Linked DNA regions of Mus musculus: regions 1 and 3 are each linked to region 2. The links are chromatin contacts, called in public Hi-C and promoter capture Hi-C maps. All regions are on one chromosome and are shown on one strand. The core of a region is the stretch at or near the end of the contact, and the rest is flanking DNA. Distances in the headings are between cores, read along the strand shown.

Region 1 (4,062 bases), core at 37-2,536, 170 kb after region 2:
TCACATAAAACCAGAGACACTGAAACATATAGAGGAGAAAGTGAGGAAAAACTGCGAAGATATGGGCACAGGGGAAAAATTCCTGAATAGAACAGCAATGGCTTGTGCTGTAAGATCGAGAATGAACAAATGGGACCTCATAAAATTGCAAAGCTTTTGTAAGGCAAAGGACACTGTCAATAAGACAAAAAGGCCACCAACAGATTGGGAAAGGATCTTTACCAATCCTAAATCAGGTAGGGGACTAATATTCAATATATATAAAGAACTCAAGAAGATAAACTCCAGAAAATCAAATAACCCCATTAAAAAAATGGGGCTCAGAACTAAACAAAGAATTCCCAGCTAAGGAATACCGAATGGCTGAGAAGCACCTGAAAAATGTTCAACATCCTTAATCATCAGGGAAATGCAAATCAAAACAACCCTGAGATTCCACCTCACCCCAGTCAGAATGGCTAAGATCAAAAATTCATTAGGCTATAAGGTACACAGATGCTGGCGAGGATGTGGAGAAAGAGGAACACTCCTCAATTGCTGGTGGGGTTGCAAGCTTGTACAACCACTCTGGAAATCAGTCTGGCGATTCCTTAGAAAATTGGACATAGTACTACTGGAAGATCCTGCAATACCTCTCCTGGGCATATATCCAGAAGATTTTCCAACTGGTAATAAGGAACATGCTCCACTATATTCATAGCAGCCTTATTAATAATAGCCAGAAACTGGAAACAACCCAGATGTCCCTCAACAGAGGAATGGATACAGAAAATGTGGTACATTTACACAATGGAGTACTACTCAGCTATTAAAAACAATGAATTTATGAAATTTAGGTAAATGGATGGATCTGGAAGGTATCATCCTGAGTGACGTAACCCAACCACAAAAGAACTTAACATGATATGTACTCACTGGTGAGTGAATATTAACCCAGAAACTAAGAATACCCAAGATACAATTTGCAAAACCCATGCAACTCAAGAAGAAGGAATACCAAAGTGTTGATACTTCGTTCCACCTTTGAATGGGAAAATAATATTGAAAAAGAAAAGAAAAAGAAGTGAATCAATTGTAGCTCAATACTATCAGGGACAAAAAAGACAAACTTCGTGAACCTTGAGCTCATGTTCCATGTGTGTATTTACTTAGAATGTTACACCATCAGACTCATCTAGTCAGTGATGTGGTTAGAAGTTATATGTTAACTTCTTGATTGACAGAACTTACATAAAAGCAGAAAAAAACTGTGAAGAATGACAAATATCAAAAACATTCTCTTTCAGCAAGATGTCTATGAAACAGGCTTCAGTTTTTCTGTTGATACAGTTCATATGCTATATTAGACCTGGAGCCTGTGGGAAAGTGCTGGTGTGGCCTACAGAATACAGCCATTGGATAAATATGAAAATAATCCTGGATGAACTTGTCCAGAGAGGTCATGACGTCACCGTTCTCATATCTTCTGCTTCCATCCTCATTGGGCCGAGCAATGAATCTTCTATTAATTTTGAAATTTATTCTGCACCTTTGAGTAAAGATGATCTTGAATATGCTTTTGAAAAATGGGTAGGAAACTGGACATACGAATTAAAAAAACTTCCATTTTGGACATCTTATTCAAAACTGCAAAAAATCTCCAGTGAATATTCAGACATGATTGAAAGTTTCTGCAAAGCAGTAGTTTGGAACAAGAGCCTCATGAAAAAACTCCAAGGATCTAAGTTTGATGTCGTTCTAGCAGATGCCTTGGTTCCCTGTGGTGAGCTGCTATCAGAACTGCTTAAGACACCTTTAGTATACAGTCTCCGCTTCTGTCCTGGATACAAATGTGAAAAGTACAGTGGGGGCCTTCCACTCCCCCCTTCCTATGTGCCTGTGGTTCTGTCAGAACTAAGTGACCACATGACATTTGCAGAAAGGGTGAAGAATATGTTGCAGGTGTTGCTTTTTGACTTTTGGTTTCAAACATTTAACGAGAAATCCTGGAATCAGTTTTACAGTGATGTTCTAGGTAAACTGTGCCTTTCATTGTTACTGTGAAATCCTGACTTGATGTTTTTTTGAATGAGAATGTGTATAGGTGAATATAAAGGCATAGAATGAGATTCTTAATTGTGAGCTGATAGAGTAAAAATAGAAGAGAATCAAATAGGCTCTTAGCAAGGCAAAATACTGCAGAGTAATTATACAGAACACTTCAGAAATTACTAACCATGCAAAATTAGACAAGGAAGATTTCTCTTGGTGATCATTTGATCTGCTCTACATTGTCTAAGTATAAGAAACTCCAGGTTTCATTGAGTGCTTTAATATCTGTAAATGAGAACACTACAGAGTCATAATTCATTACCACAACTATTTGTGTAGCACTGAAGAAAACACATTTCCTTAAGACATTTACTCACTTAGAAATTAAAACATTTATCAAGAATGTCCTGAAAGCTTATTCACAATTAAATTGTACCACTAGAACCAGAAACAGTCAAGGCAACTTGATTTTCTTAGAATTTGAGTTGGATCATATCTATAAAACTTAATCTTAAAGCCTTAAATCTTGATAGAAATGCATAGGTTTTTATTATTTTCAAAATACCTTTTCATTAAATAAAATATTACCTAATTTATTAGGAGAAACAGTTTAAATATTAACTGCTTATACAAATACCCAGCTATAACTTTGAGATATACAACTAAGTTAGTGATACTAGTCTCCTGTAACGGACATAGTACAGCAGGGATAAAAGAAAATTAGTCATTCCTTACCAATTATCACATTGCATTTCAAGAATCAGAAACCAAAAGCATAGCTACTAAAATGTGTAAAATAGACTAAATATTCTACAAAAGCTGTGTTTCTAAGCATTTTCAAGCACCTTTGCAAGAGCAAAATTTCAAATTTATTGGTGCAACGTTGGAAATCAATGTAATTTTCACACAATATTTATGTTAATACAATTATATCATAAATCATAACTGGAACATTTTAAATTGCTTGTCTACATGACCTCAACTCATTGCAGAAATCACATGCTTTATTCCAGACAAACTCCTTTCACCATAGTGTATTTGTTTTTGGTTTTGGGGTGCAGGGAGACCTACAACATTAACTGAGATGATGGGGAAGGCAGACATATGGCTCGTTCGAACCTTCTGGGACTTGAAATTTCCTCACCCTTTCTTGCCTAATTTTGACTTTGTTGGAGGACTCCATTGTAAACCAGCCAAACCACTGCCTAAGGTAACTCTACATTGTTTCCCTTGGTAAACTGTTTTTCCTTTTCATGGAAACAATTCTTAACCACTATTTCCAGATGTTTGGTTTTATGAAACATATATCAAGTGGATTAGAACTCTCTGACAATTAAGATATACATTATTTCCTTACATCTCTGAATCTTCTTACTCTTAAGCAAAGTATTATACCACTTTAGAATGTGGTCAGTGATTTAAAGGTGTTTAGGTAACTCATAAAAGAGAATTTATGCTCTCTTCAAGAACATATAGTAAATGCCAGAGACGTGTTGAACAGCTAAAGAAATAAAGAATCAATATCTTCACTAAATAGAAATTGTATTCTACTTGGAAACATTATAGTGATGAAGAGATGTTATATACACTGTGACAAACGTTATACATTGTTATATTAGATAAACAGATAAGTTGAAGATATATCCAACAGAGATGAGATGTAATGTCCTAGAATCCTTGTGAAGTTACAATGACCTAGCCAATGTACAGGGTTAGATTAATGAATGAAAAGAAGAGAGGAAAAATAGAAAATTGAAACAACCATTGAAAGAATGACAGACTTAGATAAGCAGGACGATGACATGGCAGGCAGGAGTTTTTGGACAGCTTCATGTATGCATGTTCCACACATGGCTCTCTTTTAACCTTTCCACTTCCTTGGAGTCTTTCTACCCTTAGGTTCTGCAGGGATTTATTTTTTGTCTTTGTAGTTTCCACATGCAAAAGAAAACAACACTTATCTTTCTGTTTCTGGCTTATTGATTAATCTCCTGTCCTCTAAACAATAGCTATTTTCCTAAATTATTTAAT
Region 2 (3,751 bases), core at 434-2,933:
GATGGCCTTTTTAACTATGTTAATCCTACCAGTTCATGAGCATGGGAGATCTTTACATTTTCTGAGGTCTTTAATTTCTTTTTTGAGAGACTTGAAGTTCTGGTTATACAGGTTATACAGGTCTCTCACTTATTTGGTTAGAGTTACCCCAAAATATTATATATTTCTGACTATTGTGAAGTGTGTCATTTTTTTTTATTTTCTTTCTCCACTCCATTTATCATTTGTAGAAATGAAAGGATACTGATTTGTTTGAGTTCATTTTAAATCCAGCCACTTAGCTTAAGTTTTCAGATTTAGAGTTTCCCTGGTAGAATTTTTGGAGTCACTTATGCATACTATAATATCATCTACAAATAATGATACGTTACCTTCTTCTTTTTCAAATTGTACCTCCTTGATCTCTTAGCTAGAGTTAGGAAGAGCCTTGTCTTGTCCATGATTATAGTGGGATTGCTTTAAGTATCTCTCCACTTTTAATTTGATATTGCCTGTTGTTTGCTGTATATTACTTTTATTATGTTTAGGTATGGACCTTGAATTCCTTATCTTTCCAATACTTTAACATGAAGGAGTGTTGTATTTTGTCAAAGGCGTTTTTAGCATCTAATGAGATGATCATGTGATTTTTTTTCTTTGAGTTTACCTATATAGTGGGTTACATTAAAATATTTGCATATATTGAACCAACATTGCATCCATGAGATGAAGTCTACTTGATCACTGTGAATGATGGTTTTGATACATTCCTTGGTTCAGTTTGCTAAAATTTTATTGGGCATTTTTGCATTGATATTAATAAGGAAAATTGGTTGGAAGTTTTCTTTCTTTGTTGTGTCTTTGTGTGGTTTAGATGTCAGCGTCAATATGGTATTTATTTGTTTCCTTTTTAAGTGCTTCTACCTATTTACCTGTGTTTTCCTGTTTTGTTTTGTTTTGTTTTTTGTTTTGTTTTTTGTTTTTTTAGGGGGGTATTTATATCCTCCTTGAAGGACTCGATTATGTTCATGAGATAGGATTTTAGGTCAGCATCCTAGTTTTCAGGTGTGTTGGGATATCCAGGTCTTGCTGTGATGGCAGAACTGGGTTCTAATGCTGCCAAAGTATGTTAGCTTTTGTTGCTTGTGGTCTTGTGCTTGCATATCACCATCTGGTTATCTCTGGTGTTAACTGGGTTAGGTTTCTCTGTCTGTAGTCTGTCTCATCTGTCCATGGGTTGCTACACATCTCCTGGGAGACCTGTGACTCTGACTGTAACAGGTATCCTGGGAGGACTTCAGCCTGTGGAATCTGTTGCCATAGGTGTAGCAGATCTCCTGGGAGGCCTTCAGACTGTGGGGACTTCACAGTAGCAGACAAGCTGATGATTTGTCATGGTGGAAGGCTCAGGCTAGGGGGCAGGTGGAGTTTGAGTGGAGGTGATGTGTTCTGAGTCTGCTGGGCTCCTCAGTGTCCCCAACTGCTGCAATTATTTGGGAGGGTCCCTTATCTGTTGCCCTGGATACAGGAGATCTCCTGGGAGGCCTTCAGACTCTGGGGTATTCAAAGGGGCAGATAAATTCATGATTTTCCACCAACACAGTAATGTTCATTTCCTTATCAGCTTTGAGCAATTCCAGTTATATTTTAACTTCTTGGCAAATGCTTCTTAGATAAAAGGTCAAGCAGTGACAGATGGATTACACTCTGAAGAGAAGAACATTGATTTTCAGAATGCTTTGGAAGTGGATTTCTGCTCTGCTGCTGCTGCAGATAAGTTGCTGCTTCAGATCTGCAAAGTGTGGGAAGGTGTTGGTATGGCCGGTGGACTACAGTCACTGGATGAATATAAAGATAATACTGGATGAACTTAAACAGAAGGGCCATGAAGTCACTGTTTTGAGACCTTCAACTTCCATTTTTCTTGATCCCAAAAAATCGCCTGGCCTTAAGTTTGAAACTTTTCCTACATCTTTCAGTAATGATGTCATGGAAATTATTTTTGCAAAGGCTGTGGAAAGATGGACTTATGAGGTTCCAAGAGATACATGTTTATCATATTCTCCTTTATTACAAAATATATTTGATGAATATTCTGATTACTGTTTAACTCTTTGCAAAGACACAGTTTCAAACAAACAGCTCATGGCAAAACTCCAGGAATCCAAGTTTGATGTCATTTTGTCAGATGCTATTGGTCCCTGTGGGGAGCTCATAGCTGAACTGCTCCAAATTCCTTTTCTATATAGTCTTCGCTTCTCTCCTGGCTACTATCTTGAAAAATACAGTGGAGGACTCCCTCTCCCTCCCTCTTATGTACCTGTAATTTTGTCAGGATTAAGTGGTCAAATGACATTCAAAGAGAGGGTAAAGAATATGATATGTATGCTTTATTTTGACTTTTGGTTCCAGACATTTAGGGAGAAGAAATGGGATCAGTTTTACAGCGAAACTTTGGGTAAGTTATGCTTCTCTTCACAGGCTTAATGTTCTAAGTTTCACATGCATGTTAGGATGCATTTCCATTAAGTGCAAAGTGAAGACTTTTACAGGTCGTCAAATGTAATTATATTAGCTATCAAACTCTCTGTAAAAGCTCGTATAATTGATCAAATAGAAGGTAGCAATCCTGATATAAGACATTCTGGTTACCTATAAGGTTACAAAGACATGCAGTTAGACAGTCTTTAAAAATATACCATACTTATGACTGTCTAAAAATACCTAGCCTCATAATTTTTGAAAATATTGTGATTGTTTTATAGAATAAGTACATTAAATGTGTTAGTAAGAAACAAGGTATGAAGCACTAACCAGAAATCCAGCCATTCATAAATTTCACATTTCTGTAGGCAAAAGAATAAAGATTAGCTACAAACTACCATGACCATGAGAATCATGGGCAAGGTACAAAGCATGTTGTGACATTTGTACCTAGATTATAAATTTATGTTTACACAGTGTCATTTGAAGATTTAGAGAGGAGTAAACTGTGTACTTTTACACAGTGGATTTTTCATTAACTATTTATGAGGAAATAATTAAATTAATGAGGAAACATAAGTTAAGTCCTTTAAAAACAAATCCAAACTTACATTTACATATCTTGTATGAGCCACAAGTCAATTACTGATGCAAATTATATTACATATAAAAAGCATATTTTCTATATCAAACACAATTTTTCCAACATTTTTAAGGGACTATAATTCATACTCAGAAGACATTCTTGTCAACTTTTCTCTGTCTCATTTGCTCTTTTCTCTGTCTAGGAAGGCCAACCACCTTAATTGAGACAATGGGCAAAGCAGAAATGTGGCTCATTAGATCCTATTGGGATTTGGAGTTTCCTCACCCAACCTTACCAAATGTTTACTATGTTGGAGGAGTCCATTGCAAACCTGCTAAACCATTGCCTAAGGTAAATATATTCTTTATATCTCTTTTTCATTTCATTTCATTCCTTGTGAAAGTGATTCTCTATCTGTCGTTACCCTTTTCTCCCAATAATAGAGATGTATGGGAAGTGGAATTAAGAGTCCTGCTAAGTAGGAAGTCAATAAACTCAGGAAAGGACATGATAGAATTGGGAAATCAGTGAGTTAATTTAAGTCATACAGAGGACTATAGTGATTAACCATTGGTTAAAGTCCTTACTAAACAATGAGGACATGAGTTTGAGTCCCAGTATGCATAGAAAAAGTTGGGTGTCCATGATGACCTTAGTACTGAGGTTGCAGAAACTGGTTAATACTGAAGCTTGCTGCATATA
Region 3 (4,151 bases), core at 939-3,438, 190 kb after region 2:
CTCTTTTCTCCATCTTCTCTCTTCCTTCAAACCTGGGAACTAAAAATTCCACCTATCTCTCTTTTGTCCAGCTATAGGATGGAGGTATCTTTATTCACCAAATAGTAATAACTTGAATAACAAGGTTACATGGTTATATGGGCCTACGTGCCGATTCTCTCATGTCTGGGGGCAACCTTGGGATGCTAGTATATAGCATTACATACATAGCAAAAGACAAATCCTCAACAGAGACTGTAGAATATGAAAGAAAGAGCTTGCTTGTAGTTATCCACCACCTCTGTCTCTTACACGCTTTCTAAAGAAATGACCCGAGGCTTGGAAGGATACCATGTGATATACATGTCCCATTTATGGCTTAGTGTTTCTTATGCTCTGCACCTTGGACATTTATGGGTTTCTATGCCAATAACTATCCACTGCAAAAATGTTCTCTGATGACAGTTGGGAGATGCTTTAATGTTTGGGTATAAGTCATTAAGAGTCTATTTCATACAATGTTCATGTATTAGAAAATAGCAATAGGGTCTCGTCTACATTGTATATCCTGTCTGGCACAAATTTATGACACAACATTGGTAGCAGGCATCAGCTTCTCTTCTGAATCAAAAGAAGGGATAATTCCTAAGAGCCAAGTACTTCAGAATCTACCCAGTGACCATTTGGACAATAAGAATCACACATTTTTCTAGTGAATGTTATAGTCCTTTTAAAGAAGATTATACTTCATAGACCTAGTGTTGAGAGGTTGAATGTAAAATATACATTGAAGCAGCTGAATAAGCTGATCTATGTTATTTGGTTATTTATTATTGTTCATTTAAATACTGAAGCTTCTCTGTCAAAGAAAATTGTTTTTATATAACTTAGTTAACATTGAACTGTTTTTTAATGTTATACAGCCATCAGGTTCAAAACATGGAAAAGAAAATCCTGGGTTTTCTTAATTAAAAAGAAATTTTAAAATAACCACTGTCCTCAATATTTAAAAATCACACTATGCCTTGAGACACTCTTCCCATTTCTAGTATGGAACTATCAAGTTCTGTCTAAAATAGCTATGATATCAGAGGACAGTCCCGTTTTTACATTTAGAATTTTATGCTACTTGTAAGCAGAATTAGAGAACTAGATTTTTGGATTCATTCAAAAACCATTTACTAAGTATTACTTTGTTCTATATAAAGATGACTAAGGCATGGTCACTGCAGGAAAAACAATATAGGGGAGTGTAAGCTGTCACTTACAAACAAACCTAGCTCAATAAATCCATAAAAGAGCCAAATTAATAGTGAAATGCAGAATATATTCAGTGTGATCACTTTAGGAAGAGAGACAAAAGGAGCCAGTCACCCTTAATTCCATCTTTGGGATTCTTACAAGGCATCTGCATAGCTAAGCTTTCCAGGAATGGCATGGGACCTTGCCCACCATTAACTTAGCTCCTAGTCACCAGAAATGTTAGCCTGCCCTAACTTGTAAATTGCCCTCCTGGATACAAATTCCTCCTCTGGGTGTCCCCAGAGATCAAACATTTCTTCTCCTAGCAGAAAGTTACTGGGGAAAGTCTTTCAATAGTCTGAGAGTCAAAGAGGAAAACACAAATGTCTCCTTATCTCTTCACTTTTGCTAGGCTGACTAGTTACAAGTAAGCAGGTTCTTGATGGGGTAGAGATGGAGCTAATGGGAAGACTAAAAGAATGGGGCTTCCATCTAGATTATAATATGCTCTAAACGTAAGTGCAGTGTGTTTAATTCTGAGATTACACTATAGACCTCTGAGCCATATACTTAAAATCACTAAGTAGTATGGTAACTGGTCAGTGTTGCCAATATTCATATGACAAAACACTGACCTATGGTATTTATAAAAATGTGACTGGACAGTTTGCCTTTACTTCAGATTCTTTATCAAAGAAGCTCCATTAGGAGAAAGAGAGAGTGAAAGGAAGGGAGAAAGAGAGATCTTACTTTTCACTGTTCTCCAAATACAGTATACATTCAAGATCACTGAGAATCCAGAGTCATTTCCCACTTTCACATCTGCATCCAGGTTTTGGCATTTGCCCTCCAGAGGCTGTGACTCCCATTTCTATTTGCTTTGGTGTGTACAAGTTACACTTTAACTGACTGATTACTGCTCTTTCTATATCTGTAAGAGCTGAGCAATCATCCTTTGGAAGGCAGGCCTGAAGTTAACCAAGATGCCTGTGAAAATGACAGCAGCCCTGCTCCTGCTCCTGCTCCAGCTGAGTGGCTTCTTTGGATCTGGGACTGGTGGGAAGGTGCTGGTGTGGCCAATGGAGTTCAGCCATTGGCTCAACTTGAAGACAATCCTAGACGAGCTTCTGAAGAAGGGTCATGAAGTGATGGTTCTGAGACCTTCAGCATCCTTATCTTATGAGGTTGACAACACATCTGCTATTGAATTCGAGACTTATCCTACATCATACTCCTTATCTGAGTTAGAGGAAATTTTCTGGGAATCACTCAAGAAATATATTTATGAGCTGCCAAAGCAGTCATTTTGGGGATACTTCTTAATGTTGCAAGAAATGGTTTGGGTAGATTCAAAATATTTTGAAAGTCTCTGTAAAGATGTAGTTTTTAACAAAGAACTCATGACAAAGCTACAAAAATCAAGGTTTGATGTGATCCTGGCAGATCCCTTCATACCCTGCGGTGATCTGCTGGCTGAGGTTCTCAAGATCCCCCTTGTGTACAGTCTCCGCTTCTTTCCTGGCTCCACTTATGAGAAGTACAGTGGGGGACTCCCACTGCCTCCTTCCTATGTGCCTGTTGTTATGTCAGAATTGAGTGACAGGATGACTTTCATGGAGAGGGTGAGAAATGTCATCTATATGCTGTGTTTTGACTTTTGGTTCCAAACATTTAATGAGAAGAACTGGAATCAGCTTTATACTGAAGTATTAGGTAAGTGCCCTGTTCAGTGCCCTGGTGGGATTGCTGGATTCTCAATTTGCTGTGTCATTGAATGTGAATGTCTAAGAACAGGTCTGACAGGGGAATGATTTGTCTCTCCTAAATAAAATGATGGGAAAACTAGAAAATTAGCTGTCAAATTCAAGCATTGTAAAGAACTTTGTATTCCAGTGTCAGTTGCAAAACCTTGTCTATGAATTGTCAGCACACACTCACATAACAAAACTATGATTATTTCTCTAAGAAATTACATAGGCCCAAGACATTTTTCCTCGTGTTTTAAAGCAACACTTTTACCTGACTGGTGCCTTCATTGTCATTAATATCTTTGCCACTTTATTATATTCATTGCTATTATTATCATGTGTATGAACATGCACACTTGTGTCATGGGAAAGGGGGATTGTGCTCTGGGTTGCTTATGTAGAGGCCAGATTAAACTTTGAAGAGTTCTTATTTCTACCTCTATGTATGTTCTTGGGATCAATTTAGGTGTTTACGCTTGTATAGAGATTGAACTCAAGTCTTTAGCTTGCATGGAATACCTTTACCTTCTAATGTGTTACACCAGCCTCTAAAACATATGCTTTAAACAAAGGCAAAGTCTTCATGACTTATAAAATACACTGAGGATTATACATACTTCTAGCATAGGTAAATATCTATCTATCATCTTTCTATTTACAATCAAAGGAGGACTTTTTATATAAATTATTTTTTTATTTATGATTTAAAAGATCTTCCCCTTTAACCTACTAAACTTCTGCACAGCTGTGAATATTCTATCTCTGCTCTATACAGAGGAAATATGTGAATGCAAAACATGGGGGAATCTAATTGATTTATTGGAGTCAGTTGAAATTGTGTTTCAAACATAGAATCTTGAAATGTAGACATATTGGGTATTACTTAGTGTTTTACTGAACATACATGTCTCTCTCCATATTTTAAGGCATGTATCCATATTATCTGTAAACACATCTATACATACCAAATTATTAAACAATCAGTCATGAATCAAGAGCAAAATCAAAGAACTCAGGCATAATAAAAATTTCTCTCTGAGGGAAACCAGGGTAATATAGTAAGACACTGTCTCAATGAAATGCTGAAACAGAATCCCCTTAAATGTTTGCACTGGGCTGGGGTGCACACACCTTCCATCTCTGCAGTTGAGGTGAGGAGGAAGAGGATCTAGCATTCAGGGT

The links. Promoter capture Hi-C pulls out the DNA fragments that hold promoters and counts their contacts. Hi-C and Micro-C count contacts between places; a contact is called where the count stands out from the background.
Region 1: a contact with region 2 is called in a Hi-C map of liver, with 2.4 times the contacts expected there. The contact joins the promoter of Ugt2b1 here to the promoter of Ugt2b36 in region 2. A contact is called at or near these places in 3 of 39 promoter capture datasets (cranial neural crest, embryonic stem cells and liver), 3 of 484 Hi-C or Micro-C datasets (all in liver) and 3 of 9 other capture datasets (adipose tissue, liver and pancreatic islet).
Region 3: a promoter capture Hi-C map of liver shows a contact between it and region 2. The contact joins the promoter of Ugt2b34 here to the promoter of Ugt2b36 in region 2. A contact is called at or near these places in 7 of 39 promoter capture datasets (cranial neural crest, embryonic stem cells, liver and 1 more), 4 of 484 Hi-C or Micro-C datasets (the AML12 cell line, the C10 cell line and liver), 2 of 115 datasets of contacts at active chromatin or transcription factors (hepatocytes and intestinal villus epithelium) and 3 of 9 other capture datasets (adipose tissue, liver and pancreatic islet).

Annotation. Positions count from the first base shown.
Region 1 is chr5:86,923,727-86,927,788 of GRCm38.p6, reverse strand. Ugt2b1 (UDP glucuronosyltransferase 2 family, polypeptide B1) reads left to right here and starts at 1,286. Exons shown (of 6, transcript NM_152811.1): 1 at 1,286-2,014; 2 at 3,093-3,241. The coding sequence starts at 1,291.
Region 2 is chr5:87,090,487-87,094,237 of GRCm38.p6, reverse strand. Ugt2b36 (UDP glucuronosyltransferase 2 family, polypeptide B36) reads left to right here and starts at 1,683. Exons shown (of 6, transcript NM_001029867.1): 1 at 1,683-2,437; 2 at 3,252-3,400. The coding sequence starts at 1,714.
Region 3 is chr5:86,904,974-86,909,124 of GRCm38.p6, reverse strand. It overlaps Ugt2b34 (UDP glucuronosyltransferase 2 family, polypeptide B34), which reads left to right and starts at 2,188. Exons shown (of 6, transcript NM_153598.2): 1 at 2,188-2,934. The coding sequence starts at 2,205.